2 separate regions of the Mus musculus genome follow, and region 2 is linked to region 1. The links are chromatin contacts, called in public Hi-C maps. All regions are on one chromosome and are shown on one strand. The core of a region is the stretch at or near the end of the contact, and the rest is flanking DNA. Distances in the headings are between cores, read along the strand shown. Region 1 has its middle 52 kb from the start of Gm34677. Region 2 has its middle 12 kb from the start of Gm11494.

Region 1 (5,926 bases), core at 2,525-5,024:
AAGTAGAAAAACAAGGTGCCAGCCCCGTGTATTAACCTCATGGACAGCAGTACCCCCCAAAACATTAAAAGGAATTTTTTGTAGCTACAGAGAATGTGTGTGTGTGTGTGTGCGTGTGTGTGTGTGTGTGTGTGTGTGTGTGTGTGTGTGTGTGTGCATGTAATTATTATCTGAACTGTACAGGTTAGGAAGCTGAGATGGGTCGGAGATTTGCCCAAGTCAAGGACTGTGGGCTTGAATGCAAGGAACCATCTGACTCATGGGGAAGAACAGGGGGCAGGGCAGGGATGCATGAGAAAGATCTTTCTCCTTCCTGGCCCTTTAAGATCCTTTCCTATCCCCAGAGCATCTTTTGGGCAAGTCTTAGACCCATGACTCTGTTCTGGCTTTAAAGAGTCAGGTTCGATGTCATCAGGTCTCAAACATCCAGCGCCTATTAATTTCCTCCACAGAGACCACTGTTGTTCTATGTGTTCATCCCTCGGACACTTCCTCCTCTGCCTGTGTCTCTGTCATCTCCATCATGCAGGACACTGGAAGGCAGGCACAAGGGACAAGGGCAAATGTCTTTACCTGACAATCAGAAGGCCACAGCTTTGATGTGTGGTTAATCATGATTCTAAGAGGATGGTAGGGTTTATGTCTTCTACAGACTTATACTCCAAGGTGGCATACTGTTACAGTTATATCTTATTTGCTGAAAGAAACCACAGGTTAACTTGTGTTATGTATAAATAGATATAGAGGAATAGATTTTTTTTTCCTTTGTAGTGAGAGAAAACACAGAGGCAAGGTGCAAGGAGCCTGGATCCAAGGATCAGGGAAGAACTGTGGCTATTCTTATTCTTTTTAACAGCCTACAATAATATATATCCTTGGTGTCTAAATTGTACGTCGGTACATCAGTCAAGTCAAGGTACACTGAATGATAAAATAAATAAGCTTAGTCCTTTGTTTTGTTGTTCACAACCCAATCCAATAATGAGTGCCAGGGAGAATAGAGTCTGTCAAGTGATATTTTTAAGGATCAAGGTTTGATTCCACTTCATTCCGAGACCTCAACATCACTCCAGAGTTACTCTCTGGCTAAAGAAGAAAAACACTTGTAGGACCTTGGCGAATGCTGTAGAGGCCAGAGCTGGAATGAAATATATCTATTTCATTGACTTGAACTTTCCAAACATTCCATTGACCATCTAAGAGCCCAGACAACCAGAAGCATCTTTGCTGCCAATGAAGAAAGTGAACCAGGCTCATCTTCATTGTCCTTGGCTTTATGACTTTCATCCACATTTCAAGACAGCAGAAGTCTATTGTGTATCTTGTCCACCATTGTCAGCGACTTTTCCCCTGTACACCAAAGGGACTGCTGGATCTGGACGGTATCCTCTCTCCCTCACTTCTCCTGCCTTTGTGGATCTTCAGAGATGGATACCTTTATGATGCACACCTTTCTTCAGTGGGAGTATACTTGTTTTAGTAAAACACTTGGCATTCACATCCACCCGTGCTTCTGCTGTCCTTGCTGACTCCTTCCTGAGCTGAGGGAGCATGGTTGACTCTTCACACTCTCCATGTTCCTTTCCAACATCACATCACTGTGTCTTTCAAGCTCCATACACTCCCTGTACAAAGAAGGCAGACACACTGGCTTCATACCTCAGTTGTACCACTGCAGTTGACGGTGTCATCTCAGACCTAATTCTGTTGCCTAACACTTCTGACCTTGAATCTTCTCATCTTTCATATTAGGGTGTACTGACCTCCCAGAAACATGGAAAGGGCAGTTGGCCCAATGCAGGTAATCTATTCTTTCTCAAGCCTTCGAATTTTCTTCTGCCCTTCCTTTCTTGTATCCACTTACATCCGCCATGCAAATGTGGCGGGGATGAGAACCTGATTGGACATAGAGCCCTGGGGAGTGTTATAAAGAGACAAGGTTTGTGCTAGACAAAACAGGAAACTGGGACATAACATGTATGAATACAGATCATACATACATACATAGGGATCATGGAGTTGTACTAAAGAAAGGCTAAGGCTGACAAGAAAGCTCAGAAGTTAAAAGTGCTTGCTGCAAAGCTTGAACCTTGACTTCAGTCCCCAAGGTTCATATGGTAGAAGGATATAATATAGACTCATATACTGAACATATACACACATGCACACACACACTCTCTCTCTCCCTCTCCCTCTCTCCCTCTCTCTCTCTCTCTCTCTCTCTCTCTCTCTCTCTCTCTCTCTGTGTGTGTGTGTGTGTGTGTGTGTGTGAGAGAGAGAGAGAGAGAGAGAGACCTACTGAATTAAAAATATAATTTAAAAACCTTTAAAGAGTTTCATGTGTTTTGCAAATTGTATCTTGGGTATTCTGAGCTTCTGGGCTAATATCCACTTATCAGTGAGTGCATATCACACAATATTCAAGGAGCTAAAGGGGTTTGCAGCCCCATAGGAGGAACAACAATATGAACTAACCAGTACCCTCAGAGCCTCTGGGACTAAACCACCAATCAAAGAAAACACATGGTGGGACTCCTGGCTCCAGCTGCATACCTAGCAGAGGATGGACTAGTTGGTTATCAATGGGAGGAGGGGCCCTTGGTCCTATGAAGGTTCTATGCCCCCAGTATAGGGGAATGCCAGGGCCAGAAAGCGGGAGTGGGTGGGTTGGGGAGCAGGGGGGTGGGGGAGGGGATAGGGAATTTTCAGAGGGGAAACTAGGAAAGGGGCTAACATTCGAAATGTAAATAAAGAAAATATCTAATAAAAAATTAAAAGAAACTTTTAAAGAAATTCCCATTTTATTTTTCTAATGAATGGCATTTAAAATGTTTTCATGTGTGTTTATGGGTGTTTATGTGCTTACAAATGTAGTCATACACGTACACATGCATGCAGTTATATGTGAGGTCAGAGGCTAACACTAGGCATCTTCCTTAATCACTTGCTGCCTCACACGCATATTCAGGCAGGGTCTCGCACTGAACCTGGAGCTTGCTGGTTTGGCTAATCCAGCTACCAGTACCCACTTGCTTCCTGCATCCTCTGTCTCTGTCTCCGTCTCCCAAGCTCTCGGATGAACCATGCAAACCCAGTGTTTACGCATCTCTGTGGGCAATGTGGATTTACAGTCCGTTCTTCCTGCATGTGCAGTAAATGCTACACCAATCAAGCCATCTCCCAGACCCACCCAATGAAGAGTTTTAAATAAAGGATTATTAGAGCAGAGAACTCGGAATTGGCCATCCCACCTGTGTAAAGAAGTGCCTCCCACCACGAGTCCTTCATCCACTAGCTCAGGCTCCATCCTGAAGCCTGCAAGGCCGAGGTCGAGGCAGGGCATCACCTTTGTAGCATGAAAACGTGACTGGCAGCCAGGTGTTGAATCATCACTAGGTGGCAGTAACATCTAATGATTAATTTTCTTAGCCACGCCCCCCTCCACCACCCCACCCCCCCCATCTCACTTCTGTGTCTATTTTGCTTCTCTGTTTGAAGCAAACACTTAACTCAACACAAAATAGAAATGACCTAGTGTTTATCTCCGTTCTTATTTTGAAGTTGACTTAGAGGCACTGTATTTTAAAAGGCAGGCATCCAGGCCATTTCTCAAGCTACAAACCACAAACTTCCCTCCTGGACTCTCAGAGCTCCAGTTTAGGGACTTCTACTTTGCCTAGAACATGAATCAAAAGGTCAAGTATCTCGTATCCTCTGTACTGAACAAGGAGTCATGAGCTTGGGACAGTTTCTTTCTTCCTTAAACATGAAAACAAGGAGACATTAAAAAGTCATTTCTGCACCTGGTGGGGGATAAGCTGACTCGCCTGAAGCCATTTGGCTCACTCAACAGTTTCTGTTTTGCTTCACTTTTATTTTCTCTCCCAGACCCCTCCTCCTTACCCACAAACTCTTTTCTACAGTCAGTGATAGATTTTTTTTGTTTGAGGCTTGATTAGAATAAAGATGAAAGAAACATGTAGTATTGTTGAAAAAGCAGCCTATGGTAATGACCTAAAATTAATGCAGTATTCGGCCTATAGCAAGGAATATGGGCATGTGAATCCTAGGTTGTTTCAGGGGGGGACTTAATGGAGTCTTTTCTTAGTCCCAGAGAACTGTTCTAGGCCACTCCTGGCTTCAAAGTCTTGACTTCTTTCAGAGGACTGGGCCCAGGTCTGTTTATCTCTATAGCTAGGTCCCAATTCTGGAGAATATCTAGAATTCTAATAGATATTGACACCAGATGTCCTCCTCTCAGTGTGAAGAAGATTCAATTATTGATAGTCAAGAGTTTGAGGATGGACCCTTAGAAACTTTGCATTGCTATCTATAGTACAGTGTGGGCTATAGTTCAGTATAGTTCATATGAGGCTAGTGTACTAGATAAGTTAACAGTTCACTTGAAGGAGACTCATGGGGGGGATGCAGCTTTGTTCTATAGACTGAGTGAATGTAGGGAAACCAGGCAGGAGAAGGAAGCTGGGCCCACATTTATTCTGGACACCAAGGTCATCAATATCATAAGTAGTTCTCAGACCTAATTGCCAGCCGTTTGCTTGAAAACCCCTGAGTCCTGGGTCTAGTAAGTGGAGTTAGCAAAGCAGCCAAGAATGCAGAACCATGGTATATTATCCATTTTCATTCAGAAATGCTTGAGGGAAGTTGAGTCTACAGCTAGAAAACACAGCTGTGACCAACTGTGGATGCATCAACGTTGAAAGCAAGGCTGAGATAAACACAGAATTTAAAAATCTGTGTGTTCATGTGTATGTGTGGGTGTGCAATACTCTACACCTTCGAGGCATGGTCTCTCACTGAACCTGAAGCTCTTCAATTTGCCTAGACAAGGCAGTTTCTGAGCATCCGGGGTCCTGGTGTCTCTGACTCCACAACAGTCGCAGGTCTCTGCAGCCACTACTTTTCACATAGGTACTGGGGATTCAAACTCAAGTTCTCTTCTTTTTCTTTTTTTTCTTTTTGTTTTTTGTTGTTGTTTTGTTGGGTTTTGTTGTTGTTGGTTTGTTTTTGTTTTTGTTTTTTGAGACAGGGTTTCTCTGTACAGCCCTGGCTATCCTGGAACTCACTTTGTAGACCAGGCTGACCTCAAACTCAGAAATCCGCCTACCTCTGCCTCCCGAGTGCTGGGATTAAAGGCGTGCACCACCACACCCAGCTCAAGTTCTCATGTTTGTGTGAAAAGCACTTCATTGAAACTTTACTCTCCAGTCCCTGAAATAATGTCTTGTGACCATTTCGGCAGGAGCTCAGCTCTTCTCTCCAGCCTCACTGCTGTCTTTCTATCCCTTCCACTTAGCACAGTACAGAGTGCTGAGGTGGGCTGACAATCGAAGATCTCTGAACTTAAATGCCCATTTGGTTCTGCTTTGATAGAAAAGAATCCAGTGAAAAGACCAGTGGATGAGAGTGATTGAGGACATAGAATTTTCTGGAATCACTCTAGAGTGCACAAAATAATGAGATTAGGACAGGCATAGGACATGACCCTCTAGCCTCTGCTCTTTATCACACAAAACAGATAGTAAGAGACATTTCTTCCCTCTGTGGCTACATTCTGTCCCTTGACTTCTTTGTCAATGCGTGCCCCCATGAACATAGCCCGGTGCATAGTTAGTCCCCCAAGGATAAAAGTGACAAAGGGTACCACTGTGCCACTTTCTGTAAAATGCAATCCTGCCAATGGCTTTTTCAATCCGGAGTCATTGTAGCTGCTCATTACTTGGTTAAAGCAGGGACCACAGTCAAGACATGATTCTGTCAAACTCAGTCAAATGCGTGTTTTTTGGTTTATGGTCCTTGTTCCTTCTGTTCCCTTAGTTGCTGAGCCCAAACAGAAATCAGAACCTATCTTCACTAGAGGCATTTCCCCCAGTGCATCCAAACTTTCTTTTGTGAGACCTAATCT
Region 2 (5,926 bases), core at 2,137-4,636, 220 kb after region 1:
TTTAGAGACTTTTTAAAAATATTTTTATTAGGTATTTTCCTCATTTACATTCCCAATGCTATCCCAAAAGTCCCCCATACCCTCCCACCCACTCCCCTACCCACCCACTCCCACTTTTTGGCCCTGGCGTTCCTCTGTACTGGTGTCATATAAAGTTTGCAAGTCCAATGGGCCTCTCTTTCCAGTGGTGGCCGACTAGGCCATCTTTTGATACATATGCAGCTATAGTCAAGAGCTCCGGGGTACTGGTTAGTTCATAATGTTGTTGCACCTACAGGGTTGTAGATCTCTTTAGCTCTTTGGATACTTTCTCTAGCTCCTCCATTGGGGGGTCCTGTGATCCATCCAATAGCTGACTGTGAGCATCCACTTATGTGTTTGCTAGGCCCCAGCATAGTCTCACAAGAGACAGCTCTATCTGGGTCTTTTCAGCAAAATCTTGCTAGTGTATGCAATGGTGTCAGCGTTTGGGAGCTAATTATGAGATGGATCCCCGGATATGGCAGTCTCTAGATGGTCCTGGAGGGTATCATCCTGAGTGAGGTAACCCAATCACAAAGGAGCTCACACAATATGTACTCACTGATAAGTGGATATTAGCCCAGAAACTTAGGATACCCAAGATATAAGATACAATTTGCTAAACGCATGAAACTCAAGAATGAACACCAAAGTGTGGACACTTTGCCCCTTCTTAGAATTGGGAACAAAACACCCATGGAAGGAGTTACAGAGACAAAGTTTAGATACTGTTTTTTAAGGATATCTTCAGTCTTAGCTTTCACTTCACAGCCTTTGCCTACTCCTTTCCCGACTCCTCTGCTTACTTTGTTCCCCTTCTACCCAGTGTTTCTGTGCTTTAACTCTTTAAACCTCACCCACACATTCTCATTGCTCTAGCATCTTCCTTCGTGCAGCCCAGTGAGTATCAGCGATATTCTGGTTTCATTTCTGTTGCCTCGATGGGATACCCTGATGAAAAGCCACTCAAAGGAGAAAGGGTTTCTTTTAGTCCACAGCCCCAGGTTACAGTCCATCACTGTGGGGAAGTCACAGTGGTAGAAGGTTGACATACCTAAGTTGTATCACATCCAAACACAAGAACAAAAAGATAAAAATGTGCCATCATTTACCAGCTTGCTTGGACTCAAATCCGTTTCTCCTCTCACACAATTCAGGATTATCTACCTAGGGAAGAGTTCTGTCCACGTCAACCTAGACAATCCCCCATAGACCTGACCACATGACAGCCTAATGTAAATGACCCTTCATCAAAACTCTCTTCCCTGGTGACCTTACTTTTCCTTAATTTAGTTTTAATCTTGCTAATTAAAGTGAATTCCCACAAACAGTAATAAGATTTATCTCCTAGGAGACATTTATCAGCGACTGAAGACATTTTTTATTATCACTAATAGAACAATGACATTGGTGTCCAATTGATAAAGAAGAGAGATCATTAGGAGATCAATTCTTCTGTGCAACCTATTAAGCCTTCCAGAATAAAGAATTAACTATCCCAAATACTGATCTACTTGCTTTGAGACTTCCAGCCCTTGGACTCATTACATCATTGATAGAAAATATGCCAGTAGTAGTCAGCCTCTCTCAGTAATGGAATTGGTATCTAATCCAACTGGCACAGGATCTTCTTGTAGTAGACTCTATTTGCAGCCTCTCTTGCAGCTAAAGAACATATGAAACCTCTAGGTTACTTCCTTCAAAGAAGGTGTCATTTTCCCTACCTTTTCTGAATTATAAAATACCTCAGTGGGGCTAATGAACTAATTTCAAACACAGTAAGAGCAATAATATTCAAGAGGGTGACAAATAAGAATAAAGTCACCCAAATCACTGAATGACCTTGAGGAATGGTTCTGACTAACTCTAGAGAAATCGCTAACCCTCTTCTGAAATATTACATGAAAGGGGAAATAAATTTAAGTTCTATTGCATTAACTCTATTTGGGGTCTAATGTTGGGTTTTGTTTTGTTTTGGTTTGTTTTGTTTTGTTTTGTTTTGTTTGTTTGTTTGTTTGTTTTGTTTTACAACTTGTTTATTCTCCCAATGGATACGCAACCTGTATGTTGATTGTGTTCTAATTTGTAATAGTCTTGTTCTTTTCTTTTTTGAAAGACAATCTTGCTATAACCCAGGCTCACTTAAATCCTCCTTCAACTCAGCCTCCTAAATTCTGGAGTTACAGATGTGTACCCCCATTCCTGTCCTCTGCACTTCTTTCTTAGCATCAGATTTACAAATAGCTACATATACGATGTGTACCTTATGTACTAAATACTACATATTGGATACATCTCAGAGTCTTAAAATTATGAGATGCTAAAGCCAGAGCCATGGTACACAGTCCTCATCTTCTGCCTGTGGATCCAGATGTAGAACTCTCAGTTCCTTCCCCATCACCATGTCTGCCTGGATGCTGCCATGCTTCCTGCCATTAAGAAAACAGACTAAACTTCTGAAACTGCAAGCTGGTCCCAATTAAATGTTGGCTTTTATAAGAGTATAAAATTTTGAATTTCAAAATTGAACTCTTGATGTATCCCCAAAACCACTCACAAGTTTTTCCTCCTGTAAGACATCTTTAAGTATTTTGTCATTATCTTTTCTCTGTTATAGCTCTCTACATGTGTGTGTGTGCTGTCCACCTCCCTCATAAGCATAAAAATCCCAGTTCTTTTACTCACACAGCCTACTCATATTTTATTATCTCTGTATTAATATTGCCAGGCACATAGTGAGTTTTTGATATTATGTTAATATGAGTGTTTATATGCATTTACTTATGCTTTCTAGAATATAATAATGCCTCAGTAAGGCAGGGTTGATCCTGGATATCTCCCTGTCTGTTCTAACAGCTGAAGGAAGGTTGCAATGAACATTAAAGGCTGCATTCAAGAGAAGAGGGCAGATACTTGGATATAAAACTTAATGAGAGCTGGCAGGACACAGCAGAGAGTGGATGTGGGAGGAAGAACGGGACACAAACTCAAGAACAGAGCTCAGCTCAAACCATCACTCAGTTCAAGGAACAAGGAAATGTAAAACGGGCCCCACTCTGAAAGGCTAATTGTTTAAGCTATAAATTAGGAAAAACGTGGAAAGAAAGACAGAAGAAAGGATGGAGAAGGGACAGGAGGAAAAATCCAGAATGTCCATTGCTTGTTTTGTTTTGACGTTAGAGATTGCATTCTGCCATGGATACAGGCCAGCACGGATGTTTTTAGCCTATGCAGTTAGAAGCAAGGTACCAGTGAGGAGGAGAGAAAGCAACTGGAAACACTTGGGAAACTTTATTGCAGGAGCTAAAGTGATTTGTGCTGCTCTTTGAGAAACATCTCCTTGAATAGTTGGCTGCCAGACCCAGCTCCCTGACGACAAAGCCAGTCTGCATATAAATTATTCATGCCCCCTTTCATCCAGGGCTGGTCTCACTACTTTCTTCTCTTCCATGAAGCTGTTTTTAAGGGTCCTTCCTTACTCAACGTCTCCCAGGCATTGCTCAGGACTTTAATCCATGGCTGGGTTCAGAACTCACTCACTCCTAGCTTGTTGTGCCAAGCAGAAGCAGCCCAGGAAGGGGGTGGGGTGGAAAATCTTTAGAATCCCTGCCTCCCAGAGGGATCCCAGGTATTTCACATGAATTAAAATGGCCCGACTTTCTGGGAAGCCAAAGAGAAGTGGGCTGTCTCTCCATTCTGCACAGGAGAAAAGTAAGGCTGAGAGAGGCTTTCTAGTTCCATTCACTCATATGGCTAATAACAGTCTGTCTCCAGGGCAGAGGAGACGGCTCAGACTCAGCAACCTGCTTGCAAGATAAGGACTTACATTACAAAACCATGTCTAAAAAATGAGGCTTGATGTTACTCACTTGTAATCCCAGAGGAAGAAGAGACACATGGATCCCTGGGGCTTAGTAGCCATCCAGCTTAGCCTACTTTGTGAATCCCAGTCTAGTAAAAGCACTACGTTTTAAAGGTAGATGGCACCTGAGAAATGTCCTCTGACCTCACACATGTACATGAATAAAGATACACCCATATGTACATGCACATACACAGAGAGAATCTTGGGCTTATTTGATCCAAAAGCTCACACTCTCTTCTCACCATATATTTCTCCAGAGCATTATTGAGGTTTCAGAAAGACAAAACTACTTCCCAGCATCCAGAGGATTTTTTTGAAAATACAGGCCCAATCATATGGCTCGGTGGCTAAAATCACCTCCTAAATAGTTCATCTCTACAGAGAGGTTATGCAGTTGTGTTGATCACCTCCTGCAAGATTAACCCTCAGTGTTAAATCCACACAAACACACACACACACACACACACACACACACACACACACACACACACACTAATGTGTACCCAAAGGAATATACCCACTTCCACTCACCTTCTCATTAGATGACCTCAGCCCTTTGGTCTACAAGTCAGCAGCCTCCCAACCTCAGAGTAAACGCCCTTCATCAGAAAAGAGCGTTGAATGTTGAATTCTCAAACCCACCCTCAGAAGCTCTGTGTTGGTGGCTCTAAGGTGGGGAATCATAAATCTCCATGTGCTGGTGTGGTGAATGCTTCTCATCCCAGCATCTTGGGAGTCTAAGGCAGGAGGATGAGGAATTGGAAGAAAGCCTGGTCTACATGCCAAGAGCCTTTCTAAAAAACTAAATAAGTCTATGCTTCAGGAAAATCGCCAAAACTATCTCAACTAAGGTGGTTCTAGGATTGATATTCTCAGAGGTATTTCCTCTCAAGCATTAGGGCATGTGTCTGTAACCCCAGCACTCTGGAGGCAGAGGACAGAGAATCAGAAGTTCAAGGTCATACAAGGCCACAGAAGGTGTTGAGGGCCAACCTGTGGTATATTAGATCTTGTCTAAGAGCTGTTCTAGACTGTGAGATCTTGCTACAACTTGCTTTTGTTGTTGTTGTTGTTGTTGTTGTTGTTGTTGTTGTTACAGCACACCCATTTCTTTGAAGCTTGTTCATAAACATATTAATGAAGTTCAGGTTCTCACCGAGATTACTCTCATTAGAATAAAACCAAAGTGGGGCAGAGAGCTGGAGAGACGGCTCAGCCATTAAGAGCACTGAGTGTTCTTCCAGATAACCAGGTTTGATTCCCAGCACCCACATGGTGCCTCCCAACTGTCTTTAACTCAACTTCCAGGGGATCCGAAGCCCTCTTCTGACCTCTGCAGGCACAAGGCATGCAAGTGGTACACAGACATACGTGCAGACAAAACAGCCATACACATAAAATAAAATTTAAATACAGAACAAGATAAAAAATAAACTGCTTTCTATGTGATTCATCAGATGACAGGCACTGATAAGGGGAACAAAGAAGACAGCGGTGAGTATCGACTACATATGGTCGTCCTGATGCCCCTAAAGGTAAACACATTACAGAAACGTACACATTTAACTCCTGCCTAAAATCCTTCCAAAAGAAAGGAAATGATTTGATAAAAGTTCAAGTGATATAAGGACATGAAGCTAAGGAGGGTGCTGGGGAAGATGACAGTATACTAAAGATGTCGGTCAGCAAAGGGTTAGATTTTGAAAGGGAGGATGAAGAAGTAATGGTTGACTTAACAGGTGATATAAGGGAAGTAACAGAGAGAGCCAGTAAGAGGTGAGACTCTTATTCCACAGGACCAAAGCAGGCTTGGATTATGTGATGCCAGGTTCCCAGAAGGTCAACACAAACATCAGAACTGCAGGGGACAAATGCCCGAATTCTCTCCACCACTGAAAGGGGTTGTTAACCATCCCTCTTTCCATTAAACAAATATAAGAAATTTGCCAAATGGAGACATTTATTCAGTTCTCACCTCTCTTCCTGATGGTTCTTCAACATCAGCAGCCAGACTTATAACTCACGTCAAGAGAGTGGTTA

What was found. Hi-C and Micro-C count contacts between places; a contact is called where the count stands out from the background.
Region 2: a Hi-C map of uterus shows a contact between it and region 1, with 5 times the contacts expected there. The contact joins two enhancer-like sites. A contact is called at or near these places in 2 of 15 datasets of contacts at CTCF or cohesin (pro-B cells and stem cell-derived epiblast-like cells), 30 of 484 Hi-C or Micro-C datasets (the Ba/F3 cell line, the G1E-ER4 cell line, LSK cells and 12 more) and 1 of 115 datasets of contacts at active chromatin or transcription factors (bone marrow-derived dendritic cells).

What each region holds. Positions count from the first base shown.
Region 1 is chr11:89,934,052-89,939,977 of GRCm38.p6, forward strand. No RefSeq gene overlaps it. Among named protein-coding and RNA genes, the nearest start is that of Gm34677, 52 kb to the left of the region's middle. Within about 2 kb of position 3,775, at least 4 of the 459 cell types and tissues checked have an H3K27ac peak or open chromatin away from gene starts, as enhancers often do. A contact at or near this core is called in uterus, where this site is marked.
Region 2 is chr11:90,152,230-90,158,155 of GRCm38.p6, forward strand. No RefSeq gene overlaps it. Among named protein-coding and RNA genes, the nearest start is that of Gm11494, 12 kb to the left of the region's middle. Within about 2 kb of position 3,387, at least 19 of the 459 cell types and tissues checked have an H3K27ac peak or open chromatin away from gene starts, as enhancers often do. A contact at or near this core is called in uterus, where this site is marked.